Regions from separate parts of the Sus scrofa genome. Here region 2 is linked to region 1. A link is a contact called in public HiChIP or PLAC-seq data. All regions are on one chromosome and are shown on one strand. The core of a region is the stretch at or near the end of the contact, and the rest is flanking DNA. Distances in the headings are between cores, read along the strand shown. Region 1 has its middle 5.8 kb from the start of MLLT10. Region 2 overlaps NEBL (nebulette).

Region 1 (7,078 bases), core at 139-2,638:
ATGCAGGAAGGGAAAGCCCAAGAAAGAGGCTTTACATTACAGATTTCGAACTCAGTCATTTAAATAGCCTTACTTTTAAATAGCCTGACTTGCTTTTTGAAAGGATTTCTGTGCACAAAATGTGTAGGTTACTGTCTATGGGAAGAGAGCGGCGTCCTGTTTAGTTCGAAAAATGTTCTCTATTGCTAAATGTGGACTAGAATTTTTTAAAAGGAAAGGGGATTCAAGTATTGACGCTACTGCTTGCTAAAAGAAGAAATGGCAGTGGTGGCTGGGAAAGGAGAGGCGTATTTAAATGTATTTGCTTTTGGGTACGGTGGTTATCGGCAAGTCCGCCTTTGTGGGTCTGTGTGGCTGAATGAGTAAGTGACCGAGTGCCATCGGCATTATATAAATGGATCGGTGTGTGTGGGGGAGCCCCCAAAGCCGGCGAGCACGTGAAACACATTTTAACTGCCCCCCAAGCGGCGACCAAGCCCCCCCTCCACCCCACTCCCAAATCCGTATATTACCTGCCCAGTTACAGTGACACATGTTTATGTTTATAGTCCTGGTTTGTAGTAGTGTCAAGAGCCGCAGCTAGAGGAGGGGGAGGAGAGAGGAGAGGGAGGAGTAAATGCAACCACCCCCACTTGTTGTTAAAGCAAATTTACTGCGTTATTGCAAGCCCGGTACGGGGGGCTGGGAAGTGAGTTGAGAGGAAGGGTAGAGTTGGGTTGTGTGTTGGCGGTGGAAGGGGGGTGGGGTTGGAGATCCGGGATGGAGCTTCTCTCTCCAGCGGCCCGGGAAAAGCAGCTCGGTCAATAGGGGAGCATGCTGGCGCGGTGGAAAACAAAAAGGTTCCTCCAGCTCGCAGCGTTCACGTGGGGGGCTCCGCACGCAGGGCTCCAGGGCCCTGACCTCTGACCCCGGCTCCTCTCCGCGCTCTCCCAGTGCCGCGCGGCCACTTTTTACCCAGGATCCCTCGCGCGGGCCGCGCTCGTGCCGAGCTCGAGTCCTTCTTAATCCTCCATTCCCCGATTTCCATCCCCTCCCCCTGCCGCCAGCCCCGGGGGAGGATTCTCCGGCAGGGAACCCCCGCCCCACCCCCACCCCGAGAGTCCCGGCCGAGGAGGCCGCAGTCGGGGCGAGTGGGGCGGGGAGTGCAGAGCCGGCCTCCCCTGCCGGGCCGGGCCTGCGGGGGAGGGGAGGGGAAAGGGGGGAAAGGGGAGACGAGGGGGGGGGGTGCCGGGCGGCCCGGCCCCGTTGCCCGGCCGCGGCCTGGACCTGTTGACTGCTATTGGTCCGCCTCGACCCGCGCCCTCTCCTTGCCCGCAGCAGCCCCGGCCCTTCCGCGGAAACGTGGGGAGGAAATAATGATGGCTGTTCTCTCCGCCTCCCTCCAACTTTAGTTTTTTCTTGGGGGATGAGAAGGCAAAGTAATCTCATCCGCTGCCCCATCCTTTCTCATAAAGTACTGTCATGCGCGGGCCCACCGCCCTCCCGGCCCCCGCTATTTAAAACCTCCTCTCTTCCCCAGACCAGCTCCCCTGCCCGGAGCCCGAGGGCCCTCGACACCCCCGCTGCGCCTCCCCCCGCCTGGCCCGGCTTCGTCTTCAGCGAGTTGTGTTGCTTTTCCTCCCTAGAAGCTCCCTCGTCCGCGTTCCACTTTTTTACCGTCCCAGGAGGCGTAAGATAAAACCTCTGATTTGCTGCGTGCTGCCGGACACATTCTCAGCCCTCGTCAAAATGCATTTGATGGAAAGTTGAAAATAACAGTATTTAAAAGGAGGAAATAAAAACTGAGGGGAGAGTTCTTTTGCCAGGTTAGACGACATAAACGCATTAAAATTAAAAGAATACAAGATGTACTTAAAGTTGAAGATTTCACTGGATTTGCTGTATTTCCTTCTAGAGTTTGGCTTTCCTGGGGGAATCTTTTCCAGAGGGAAAGAGCAAATCAAAAGTAAGGTGGAAGTGAGACATCTCAATCACTTCTGAAAATAAAGGAGAAATTCAGAAAATATGTTAAGGAAATAGCGGGAAAGCGGCCGCAGCGAAAGCTGGAGTCGCCGAAGGAAGAGCCTCGGTGTCGCAGCCGGAGGAAGGAAGGCCAGCCGGGGATAGGAAGGAGACGCGCGGCGGCGGCGGCGGGGCGAGCGCCGGTTCCGGCCGGGCCGCGAGCCGCGGAGCTTGGGAGGAAGGCAGCGGCGGGCAGTGCTAGCGCGAAACCGCGGGCGGGGAGGGCCGTGGTGGGCGGGGGCCGAGCGCGCGGCCGGCGCCACAGAGGAAGCGGGATCCCGGCCGCGTTCGCCCGGCCGCCCCCATTGTTCGGCCCGCGCGCCGCTGTTCGCCGAGCGCGTCCTTCCCGAGGGAGGGGTCCAGCGGGCGGGCTCGGCCCCCACCCCGCCTCCCCGAACTCCATCGCTCGGGCCGGGTCTGGTCGGCGCCGCAAGTTTTATGATCAGTGTGTCCGATCGCGAGTGGTTCCCAACTCCAGACCGCGTAGGAAGGAGGCTTCACAACGTGCTGCTAAATTGGAGGAAGCTGGGCAAGCCTGCGACTTCCACGTGAAAAGAAGAGGGAAAGCAGCATAGATAGATGTTTGTAAAGTGATGACTAGATAGAGACAAATGCGGGCAAATTTTTTTCTGGATCTGGAAAGTTAGAGCCGATCGTAACCTATTTTAAATCTCTTTAAATGTATAGATTCGTAAATGAATGTCGGGATTCAAAGGAGTTCGGAAAAGCACATTTCGCTGTCTCTATTTGTTATTATTCAGCTCTTTGTTGTATACAAGGAGTCTGATTTTAAAAGGCTGGTTTGAGCTACCCCTAACAAAAACAGGCATGGTTTCTTAACGTGAAATGCATTTTCAAAATAACAGTGAAATTCAAAGGGAAAAACTTGTCATTTGCTTTTATATCACGTTTTGGAAAGAAAGAATTGTAAGCCACTTACGAAACTCTGCCTGTTTTCCTTTGTGAGGCTTGTGGAAAAAATATTTCTGGCAAGCGTCACGGTTTTTAAAAAACGAAGATTTCCAACAAGTGCTCGAGAGTCTTGAAGACAAGACCAAAGTCATCGTGCGTGAAAACTCATGAAGAAATAATTTCAAATCCTTTGGCCCAAACCTTATTAGGGCAAGAGAGTAATTTCGACTTAGATTTATAATAGACTTTGCGGAAATTCCTTCTAAAATACCCATTACTACTCTGTATATTATACAGCACTGTTTCCCAAGGTGGATTTTTAAAAACCAATTAGAATTGATCTCTAATGGAATATTATATATACGCGTCATCATGAAAACATCATTTGACAAGAGTTTTGAATTACAAGAAAGAAGTTAACAGATGATGTTCATAAATAGCATCTGTTTGAAAAGAACCCTTAAGAGTGAGTTAAAGGTAGTGGTGGTTGTGATTTTGCATTTGAAATGCTATAGAAGTGGTTTGCATTTTTAACACTTTCATTTTGCGGATCTTCTTCCTAAACTTGCATTTCCTCATGGAAATCATTCAGTTATTTCGAAGTATAGGGAGATATTCTTATATAAGGAATTACTGGAGGTGGAATTATGGAAAGGTTTGAACAGAAAAAAAATTGGTGTTGAAAATTAGTCTCAATCTGTTCATTCCTTCCACACTCATCCTCCCATAGTCCCCCTCCCCAACTACTTGGATTCAATTTACATTTTTTATTTATAAGCCTTTGAATATTTAGAATAGCTTTGTAGGTTTATCTGCTATGTAGTTGGTTGTAGAAGGTGAATCTTTTTACATCTTTTAGTGTTTCAAGCGTTTGGGGGGTTTCATTTAAATTTAAAAAATATGTTACAAGTCATGATATACTTGTGAGAAAAACAGCAAATGGGCGGAAAAAAGGGCATGAATGGGGGTGGGGATGGAGAGGCACAAGTAACATTCCAGGTTAGCCTTTGTAATACCTTTCTTTAGTTTTCTGTCATTATACTTTCCACTTGTGCCTGCATTAAAGATCATGGCTTTTTTAATTGGGGTAAATTGCCACCATATAAAAATTGCCTCCAGTTTGGCTCTTACGTGCCACAGTGAGGACTGACAAAAAGTGATCGTAGGCTTGTGTGTTTAATTCGCCAGGAATGTTAAGCTTCCTAAGATTCACCCTATGAGGCCATGGTGGTCCTTGGCACTGTTACTGTACAATCAAGAGGTAAATATATACATTATAGATCCAAAAAATCCAAGATGTACTAGGCAAACAGTTTATAGATTGAAGGAATAAAAAAATGAATTTGTCAATCTCATTCTTTCTGGGACACAATGCAGTTAATTAACATATTCTTGAGCTTGTTTCTGAATTTGGTCAGCAGTGGCCCCTTTCAAAGAGGAAAACATTTAAATCTTAAAAAGTAATCTTCTTTGGTCCTAATGGTATTTAGCAACTCAGTTTAATTTCTGATTCTTCTTTTTTTTTGAATCTAAGGTATGTTTGATTTCTTGCAAGGTCCTCTTCCATTTCAAAAACTGATTTTCCTCTTTTCCATGTCCAGAATCTTTTCACTCAGATAACCTTATTGTATCCTATAAACAGACACTTAAATATGTCACTTTAATCACACTTTAATTATAACAGAAATGCAAATCTTCAGTGTCAGCTAAAAAATGGGAACATGGACCTTATACTCCTGCCCTTCAATTATATTGATGATACTCTGAAAAGTCAAAAGTGTAACACCTTTAAGTATTGTGCATCATGGAAAAAAAATAGTCCAATTTTGAAACATCATTGAGGTTTATGTAATGCCTAGAGGATCTAAAAGCATCTTTTAGGTATTTTTCTGTTGGTAATTAAGTGGTGCTTTTCCCCAAAATGTAAATACAGCCAGTGTATATCAATTTTATAGCAAATGAAGTAGCTATGAAGGCAAACGCAAGATTAACCAAACTAAACCCTTTAGAGTAAATATTAGGCCTTGATTCTTAAAAAAATTTTTAAATTTAGATTACATACAATTTAAATTTCAGAATTACCTAACTAAACTTTTTAACAATTCAGTGTGTCTAACAATAATATTTATTATGATTGATTCTAAGTTAGAGTCTATTTTGTAAGAAATGATGACTTTTACATGGAAAGGTGGTTAACATTTGAGGGCTATTTAAGTACAGACAATTCTCAAGTACCCAGTATAGTATACTCTTTAGCTATATTAATTTCAACTATTGAAAATCTTTAAAGAATCCAATTTATCTGAAAATTTCTTAATCATTACTTTGAAATTAGTTCAGTTGTGCATACAAAATAAAGCCTTGCTTTACTCTGAAGAATAAAGCTCAGACTGCAATTAGCTTTTAAACATCAACACTGCACATTAAACCAATATTTATTGTGGGCCTACTATGTGTAAGACACTTGCTAGGTGGTAGTGAGTAAAAAAAAAATCACCTAGTAAGATTAATATGCTTCATTAAATGGAATTTTCCAAAAGCCATTAATGGAACATCAATTGAAAACATAATTGCAATGAATACTGTTTAATGAAATTTCTAATAGTACTTCATGATATAGGTGCTATGTGTGAATCTGTACCTATAAAGACACAATATTCACTTACTGTGAGATAAATAACAAAACTAGTTTCAGAAATGCTTCAATATTCTAATCATATTAGCATAAATATATGGCTCATAACAAACTTTTCATGTAAAAGGAAAGAAACCATGGGAAACTCATGAGCAAAACAAAATTTTGTTCAGAGATTGCTTTATGTAAAAGAGGGTAGGTCTTAAAGTTTGTATAGATTATAAGAAATTGCCATATTGCTTTTTCAAGCCAATTTATTTAGAAAGAAAATTATAGTTTCTGATGAGGTTTAGAGTTCTAATAATTTGCTTTTGTTTAAAAACCTTAGTATCAGAGTCAATACAGAATTTTAAATACTTAATGGAAGTTAAGAATCTGAGTTAAGGAAAGTGCACTGGTCTTAACATAGAAATATACCTCAATTCCTATGCTTCTTTATAGAAATATATTTCAACAATGGATGTAACAGAGTAAATGTTATATGCACAAACAGAAGGCAAATAAAACCGTCAAAGGGAGATGAATATAATCAATTCTAACGTAGGAACCAAATTTGGTTTTAAGTATTTTATTCTTAAGTATCTGCTAATATAAATGATTATGGAAAAGCAAATCCAAAAATTTGGTGTCTAGGTTGAGGAATAAAGAAAATTATAAGAAGATATATTACCCATAGAGAAAAAAATATAGTTTCCCATTATAGTAGGGTTAGAGGTTACATCATAAAATACTTTACTTGAGTTTTTTTGTGGTTTGCCTCAGATGATTAGTTCTGAGAAATAGATGAGCCACTATTGAATTAGGTGGTGTTACACGAAGAAGTACACGGGACCATATAGGCTTTTGCTTTGTTCTACAGGTACTAGGTGTACTTTCTCAAAGGATGTTTTGAGAATGTGGAATCAGATTTAAACGATAACATTATTTTAAGGTTTGAAATTGTACTAGTCTATGAAGCTCTTCTATAAATCCCATGAACTTTTTTTTTTTATATTACAATGTATTTTTTAAAACAACTTGAATTTTAACAGGTCTGGCAGTCTAATTATGTTTTATCCATTCTGAGGTATGAGAATTGGGATATTCAGCCAATCATCATATATATATATATACCCATATATATGATATGTATATATATCGCACAAAGGATATATATAACTTGCTCACTGCTATATTTCCTGTATGTAGTAAATGATCTCTAGCTCATAGTAAATGTTCAATAAATATTTACTGAATGAATAGTTAATTGTATATCTGAACTATTTTGTAATGTCTGCTATTCCTCCTTATCACTTAATATTTTGCAGAAATATATATTATAGTTCTGATGTATAACATAAGAAAAAGTTCAATATCTGGTAATGGGTTAAAATTAGAAATGACCTATTTATATTCATTATGTTTTTTTCTTACAATTTCCGAAACTCAACATTTAATATGGTAAACATCGGTTTTAAATAATTTGACTTACATTTTGCCAACAATTACATACATCTTTAATAAAATTTCTGCTTCAGAAGCTATTACTTA
Region 2 (7,012 bases), core at 3,671-6,170, 420 kb before region 1:
AAAACTCAGTCCTTCTATAGTGCAACTGACTGTGGTTTCAGAAAGCTTCAGTCACTAATAATTGGCTTTCTCCCGGATGTCACTGTTCATCCATCTGTATGGAAGTCACTCCCCCTGAAATAATCGCCAAACTCTTCAAGTCAATGCTGATCCTGAACTCACTCCATCTGGATCCTTTATTCATTCCAACATTACAGTTGTGGGAGTACAGAGGCAATGAGCCCCTGAGTAATTCATCTCTGACCACAGACACGACAACAGTCCCAGCTACTCAGGCCTGAGGGTCTCAGGGGCCTCAGGCACATGGGACTCCATCTCTCCCAGTTGCACCCCCGAGGGGTACAGGGGAGGGAGGCAAGTGGCCACGGTCTCCACTAGGGAACACCCTACCAGGCAAACCACACCAAATCAGCACTCAATCGCAGTAAAAACAGCAACTCGCTCAGTGAACACAGCATCCAGCCCAGCTGCATTGCCTAAGGGCTCCTCTCCACGTCCAACGTCGATTGGAAGCTCCTCCCACAGAAACTTGAGAGCCCGACACCTTTCCCTCCCATGCAATCCCTCTAGGTAAGGTGCCTCCTTCTCTCCCACTCCTTTCCTTTCCCTTGATGATCTGTGTGGTTATCACACACTCTGATCACAGCAAACATTCCCTAACTTGGCTCCCTTACGTCCAGTCTCTCCCCATCCAGTCCATTCTGCTGCCGGATTAATCTTGCTGTAACATCACTTTCTGCAAGTTGCTCCCCTGCCCAAGAACTTAGGGCACGCCATGCCTGACGACAAAGCTCAACCTCCTTAGTGTGCTGTTCAGGTGCTTTACAACTGGACTTCTCTCTTCTGGATTTTCTGCAGGGTCACTGCCCCGCTGATGGTCAATCAACACATCCATCGCATTCCCTGTTCCACCCACAATTTCCCAGGCCCTGCCATCTCGCCCACCACCTGTCAAGGTCGGGTCCTCCATTAAGGCACTTCCTCCTCTAAAAGGCCTTGCTTCCTTGCTCATTATACTCATAAATATCCTCTAAGTGTTTTCCATTGAGAGTGATCTTAAATCCTCTTTGGCACCAACAGAGCACAGGATAAAGCTCACACAAGCGTGCAGCCATGCACACACATGGAAACGTCCAGTGAGCCCTGCCGGACCCCCGGCAGTGATCCCGCCCCTCTTGCAGCACCTCCCCTGCCCCCTGTCCACTTCGCTCAGCAGGTCCTAGCTAGTGAGCTGCTCTCCTCAGTGCTGAGCAAAGTCAGAACCACAGCTCCAGCTGCTCTGATGCTGGGGAGCCCCTGGAAGAAGCACCACAGTAGTCACGGAGTAAAGGAGTGCTCTGGGTTGCTGATTGTCTCTGAAGAGAAAGACAAAGGATGTGATGAAATGCAAAACATCTTTGCCAATAACAATTAGCTCCTGAAGAATTTATGAGTAGCGAGACCAATTCTCCAACACACTATATATTAAAGTGTTTGACCGGTTCTCTGCCATTATTTGGTGAAATACAGCTACACCAAAAATCAGGTTTCTAATGCAACTCAGTATTTCCTATGATCAGACCTAGTTTAAAACATGGTTTTGAAATGTGAATCATTTATCCTTCTTTTATTGGTTTTAGAGTAAATTAAATGGCCATACTCCAATCAGTAGTAGCGTGTATATATGGGGTCTGAGCCTATTTAGAATTAGAACTGAAAAATCAGTTTAGCTCAAAAACCATGAGGACATTTACTCAACATAAATTACAATGGATAAAGCAAAGAAATATCATCAGCACAGTTCGCATAATAACCAAACCGGCTAAAATCACTGACACGTAAACAAAACGTTATTACATAATTCAAACAATTACAAGTATTTAAAAGCTCTAGGAATGATATAAACCAAACTGAGTGTCAAAGAACCACAAAAACAAATGAAACAAAAGAATAAGACATTTACCAGAAATGACGATTTTAAAAATCCAAATATAAAAATGTTATCCCATGCAGAGAACTTGGAGAATGTCAGACCGAAAGTGTCTCGGCACTGCTATAATACGGTATCGAACTCACGAAGATGTCCTTCATAATAACAACGGCACAGAGCTGGCCTGGCCTGGTAAATAACAACCCAGGCTTTAGGGTCAGAGGGTCCTGGGGCCACCTGCTGGCAAGGGTCCGCGCTTGCTGGGTGACCCCAGGTCGCCTATGAGAGCTCTCTGAGCCACAGCTTCCTCATCTGCAAAATGAGAATGGGCCTGCTGACCTCAGGAAGCTACTGTGAAGCCTGAACGAGACCTTACAAAAAGCCCTCGGCACAGGGACCGGCTCACCGTACACCCCCACAAGTATCTCATGTTGTCTCCAGTCACTCGCTCATTCACTCATCTAGAATCTACGGGGAAAACAAAGGCAAGATTTCCATCCTTGCTGGAGCTCTGACAATATGGGCATTTGGAAACCCAGGCTCTGACTGCTACAAGAACTGTGCAGCTAGAAGAGGCAGGAGGAACGGTAGCGTAATAAAAATGCTCTATCTAGGTCTCATACTTGACATCAGAATAAACAAATATATAACACAGCAGATGGCTGTGAGGAAAAATAGAAATTATAATAAAGCACACAGCAATAATACCATCTCTCTGCAGATTACATTCCAAATCCAACTGGCTTTGCTTCTAGCACTCTGCAACATGTCAACTCGGATACCCTAGAAAAGCCCAATTCCATAACTAGCCCTAATTAAGTCACTTAATTCGATCACTTCATTTTTCATGAAGTGACTCTTATCTGTCCAGTATACACATAAGGAGGATGGCAGCTGAGGTGAGATGGCAGAATGACAAGGATGGACCTGGGTCACACTCACAACAGCGTCCAGAAGCTGACAGCAAGGCCAGGCTGGCTACCTGCAACCACTGATCAAGCTGGATATTCAGGTCAGGCAAGGCCTGGGGTCAGAGCTGAATAAACAAGCCCAAGCTATCAGTGACTCTCTTTCTCATGCTGTTGTTGTAACTGTTCATTGCCACCTGCAGCGCCAAAATGGTCCCAATCCTGAAACTTCCCTTGGAGTTCTCGTTGTGGCGCAGAGGAGATGAATCTGACTAGTATCCATGAGAACGCAGGTTCAATCCCTGGCCTTGCTTGGTGGGTTAAGGATCTGGCATTGCCATGAGCTATGGGGTAAGTCACAGACACAGCTCAGATCTGGTGTTGCTACAGTGTGGTGTAGGCCAGCAGCTACAGCTCCGACTCAACCCCTAGCCTGGGAACCTCCATGTGCCTTGGGTGCGACCCTAAAAAAAAAAAAAGGTGTAAAACTGTCTCTTAGCCATACAAAAGCCATGTAGGAACCCAGGTGTGTTGGAGCAAGAAAAAGCAGGGGCCCTCTCTGAGCAAAGACTTTTCCAGTTTATTTCAACTGTCATTGATCAATTGCCTCGTGTGTGTTAGAGCCTTGAGATAAAAATAAGAACTATCAGTGATGCTGTGTTTTCCAACCTCCACAATAAATACACACCAAACGATTATATGTCCAGGATTTATACACCTGGGATTTGAAAAGTGCGAGTGTGTTGCCTGCACTCATTCAGAGACACATCTAAAGCAATGAGGTACCCACGTCCCGTGTTCTCTTACAACCTCGACTTTAACTGCCTCTGAGGCCATTAAGCTTTCACATTTATTCAAACATAAACATGAACGTTTCCCCTTCGATGTCTTTTTTCTCCCATAATAATCCGTACTCTAATTCAAAGAAATGCAATTTCATCGTTGGTTCACCAGGCTGATGTTTGAGAAAAGATCATGTGATGCAAACCATAATGACTAAGGAATAGAATGCAGACTCCACGGGCAGATGATTTCAGGCAATACAGCCATTTACTATAAAGTGCTTCCTTCCCTGATGAAAGGTTTAAGGAAATTAAGCTCTAACTGCAGCCATGAATTGTTACATTTTCGATGTCAGCCGTCCCCATCCTTGCCATTGGTGAATCTCTAACCCAGAAGGGACTCTGGCCACTAGGCAGAGGGGACCGAAGAGTGCTGTGGCCACCATGACAGATTTACGATCATTCTGCTGTGAAGTGTTGGTTTAGCCCTAGCGTGACCCTTGTGAGCGGCCACACAGGGGGCCCAGAGCTACAACTGAAGCAGGTGGTTTGACTTAGTGCTGGATGCTGCACTATAGAAAATTCTGGTTTTACTCACATCCTCCATCAAAAGCGATTTTTTTTTCTGGCCAAAGCCTATCGCCATCCCTGTCTACAAAGAGTTGCAGGACGCTGACCTCCTGCCAACCTCAGGTCTCTGAAGAGGCAGAAGCCATTTCTAAGGACACAAGTGACCCAGAGATCAGCATTTGCAAAGGAGGGAGTGAAATATCTGCAGAAAAAGATCAAGTGGCTCTAGAATCTGTTTTCATCTAAACTCTGAATATGTGGAGATGGAAAGGTCAAATACTTACGGCAGGCAGAAAAAAAAAAAGGCTCTTGAAATAAGAAAGTCATATCCCAGAATGGATCTAAGGAAGGAACAGCTTCACAGGGACACCAGGCTTTCTGGATGCTCGGCCCCTTAGGAGACGGACAAAGACCTGGAAGGAAGCTGATCCACCAAAGGGAAAGCGGGTGCAACGAAGGGGAGAGGAAGGCAGTGGTCAGACAGTCCTGCGTGTCCATGTCGGGAGCCAAGGGCAGAGGACAAGCACAGGAAGCACAGGCGAGAGGTGGCGAGCCCGCAAGGACAGGTCCCACTTGCCCTCCAGAGAGTCACAGGCACGATGGCAGAGCGGTGACGGCTGTCAGGAGAAAGCGAGTGTGAAGCCAGAGCTGGACACCAGCCCCTACCCGACCAGGGCCGGCCAGCTGCCCCAAAGCTGACACGGCCTGGCTGCCACATTCCAGGGGGAGGAGAGGGACTTGGCACGAGGAAAGACTGGCGCGAACGGAGCCGAGCAGGCGCCCGAGTCACACCCGTTCCAGGGAACGTGCTCAGAGCCGGTGTAGCAGGGCGAGCCCAGGAAGCGGCAGAGTGAAACACAGCCCACGGATTGTTCTTCCCAAAGTTTTTCCAAGTCCTGAGGGGGACATAATTCATGGTCTACCAGAGTAAATGATCTGCAGTGTAATATACGGTCTTCTCAGAGATACTCCAGGGAAACAAAAACCCAGGAAAATAACACCACTGTCAGTAATCAGGAAGTGACCAACAGCACCCCACATGACAGAAGACTGGAGAAGCTTCAAGGTCCTTGGCAAATGAACACACTCTTTCAACACTGCCTTTTTTTTTTTTTTTTTTTTTTTTCTTTTTAATAGTCATAGGCTTTGTTTCCCAATAGAAAACATGGACCGGTTTCCCTGCTCTGTTAGTTAGCAATTGGATGTACCCAGGCTCTATATCTAAACAGTTGCCTAACAACTATTTCTCAGACATGGATTGATCTAAAAACATGCACAAAAGAGAAAAATAAAGGCAGCTCTTTTTCTCTGTAGGTAGTAATCAAGGTGATTTGTTTGGTTAGTTGGGTTTTTCTATGTGTATTTTTTTTTTCTTTTCCAGAAGAAAAGCAGTACTAGCTCAGTGTAAATGCCAACTTCTAAAAAGAAGTAGGTACTTTTTAAACAAGAGGAAAATATTCCTGATGTGGGAAGGAGATTTTTTTTTATGTTGATGAAACATTGTTCCTTTAAATGGCAATTGACAATAGTCTTACTAACATGCGTCACAAAAAATTATTCCCAAACAATTATAGCAGAGCTTTGTGTGTTAGCCAGGAAAAAAAAAAAATCTTATAGAACTGAAGATTACTGGGCAAGATAAACACCAGAATTTAGTCATCCAGCTTTTATTTACCACCTACTAAATGAAAGCCTACAAAATTATCCTAACTGTAGAATATATACCACGTCAAAGATCTCTTCAATGATATTTGTATTTTATTATACAAATGAACTTCTAAAATCATAAATCCACAGACGATTTAAAAGGTGATTAATCAGGTTTGTTTCCCACCACTAGTCAGAGTTTCTTCTCTAATTTAAAATGTCTCAGATCGAACCCACCTCGACGAGGATAATACCTGCACAGATATTTTCACTCTATGGCTTTATTATGTTTCCAGCTTATCCCTAGAGTCGAATGGTCTCCCAAAGTGACTCTAAGTTTTACTTCCCTCTTTTCACAGCCACCATTCTGATCCAGCCTCTTCACTTCCTCACACTGGACGTCTTTAATTTCTCCAAGCTTTGCATTTCATAAAGTCCCTAGACCATGAGTTTTCAACTGCTTGTTCACGCCCCTGACTGGGGACCTCATCACTACTTTCCAGAGCTTCACCCTCCGGAGCACAGACTCTCCTCCTGACTGACGGCCCACACCCTTGCGGCCGGAGACAGCTTTGGGGGTGAAGCCCACGCCTTCGTCACGTCGTGCTCCTGTTCACCTGTCCCTCTGCCCTCCCACGTGCCTGCTCTCCAGCTCCTCCCCACCACTTCTTTAAAGTTTCAGTCAGTTCCTTAGGTTGGCTTCCCAGGGGGTTGCTGAAAGAAGCTTTTGTTACGGAACCATGTCATAGCAGGCACATCTGAACTCCTTTCTGAATGCGATTAGGCTTCAAAGACAGAAACTATGACTCTACCCTCGCGGTATCTGAGACAGAGCTCTGAATCCAACTCCACTCAATCAATGATTATCGATTGAGGAGGGAAGTCATGGGTTTCCAGCATCGACTCGGGCAGCATACATCCTGCTGTGGAGATAAAAGGTTCTCAGACAGGGCCTTTCTAATCACAAGAGCACTGAGGTCACTGTCTACACAGGTACAATCACATGAGGAAGGTAGGAAAAGGGTCGCTCAGGTCTGCTTTGCATACGACGTCCCCTTTGCTTCAGCTACTTTGACATTTTAGATAAAAGGACTGAGGAAGAATCCGTGTAAGGTGATAAACCTTAGGTATGTGACAAACGCTTTCAGTTCTTGATTCTATTATGAATATCTATAAATAAGCCAGAAGTAGGCCAA

What was found. HiChIP or PLAC-seq counts read pairs in DNA pulled down with a chosen protein or histone mark.
Region 2: an H3K27ac HiChIP or PLAC-seq map of alveolar macrophages shows a contact between it and region 1. The contact joins two enhancer-like sites. A contact is called at or near these places in 2 of 2 datasets of contacts at active chromatin or transcription factors (alveolar macrophages and skeletal muscle).

The regions. Positions count from the first base shown.
Region 1 is chr10:53,317,616-53,324,693 of Sscrofa11.1, reverse strand. No RefSeq gene overlaps it. Among named protein-coding and RNA genes, the nearest start is that of MLLT10, 5.8 kb to the right of the region's middle. Within about 2 kb of position 1,388, at least 76 of the 83 cell types and tissues checked have an H3K27ac peak or open chromatin away from gene starts, as enhancers often do. A contact at or near this core is called in alveolar macrophages and skeletal muscle, where this site is marked.
Region 2 is chr10:53,745,014-53,752,025 of Sscrofa11.1, reverse strand. All of the region lies in intron 3 of NEBL (nebulette), which reads right to left. Among named protein-coding and RNA genes, the nearest start is that of C10H10orf113, 100 kb to the right of the region's middle. Within about 2 kb of position 4,920, at least 41 of the 83 cell types and tissues checked have an H3K27ac peak or open chromatin away from gene starts, as enhancers often do. A contact at or near this core is called in alveolar macrophages and skeletal muscle, where this site is marked.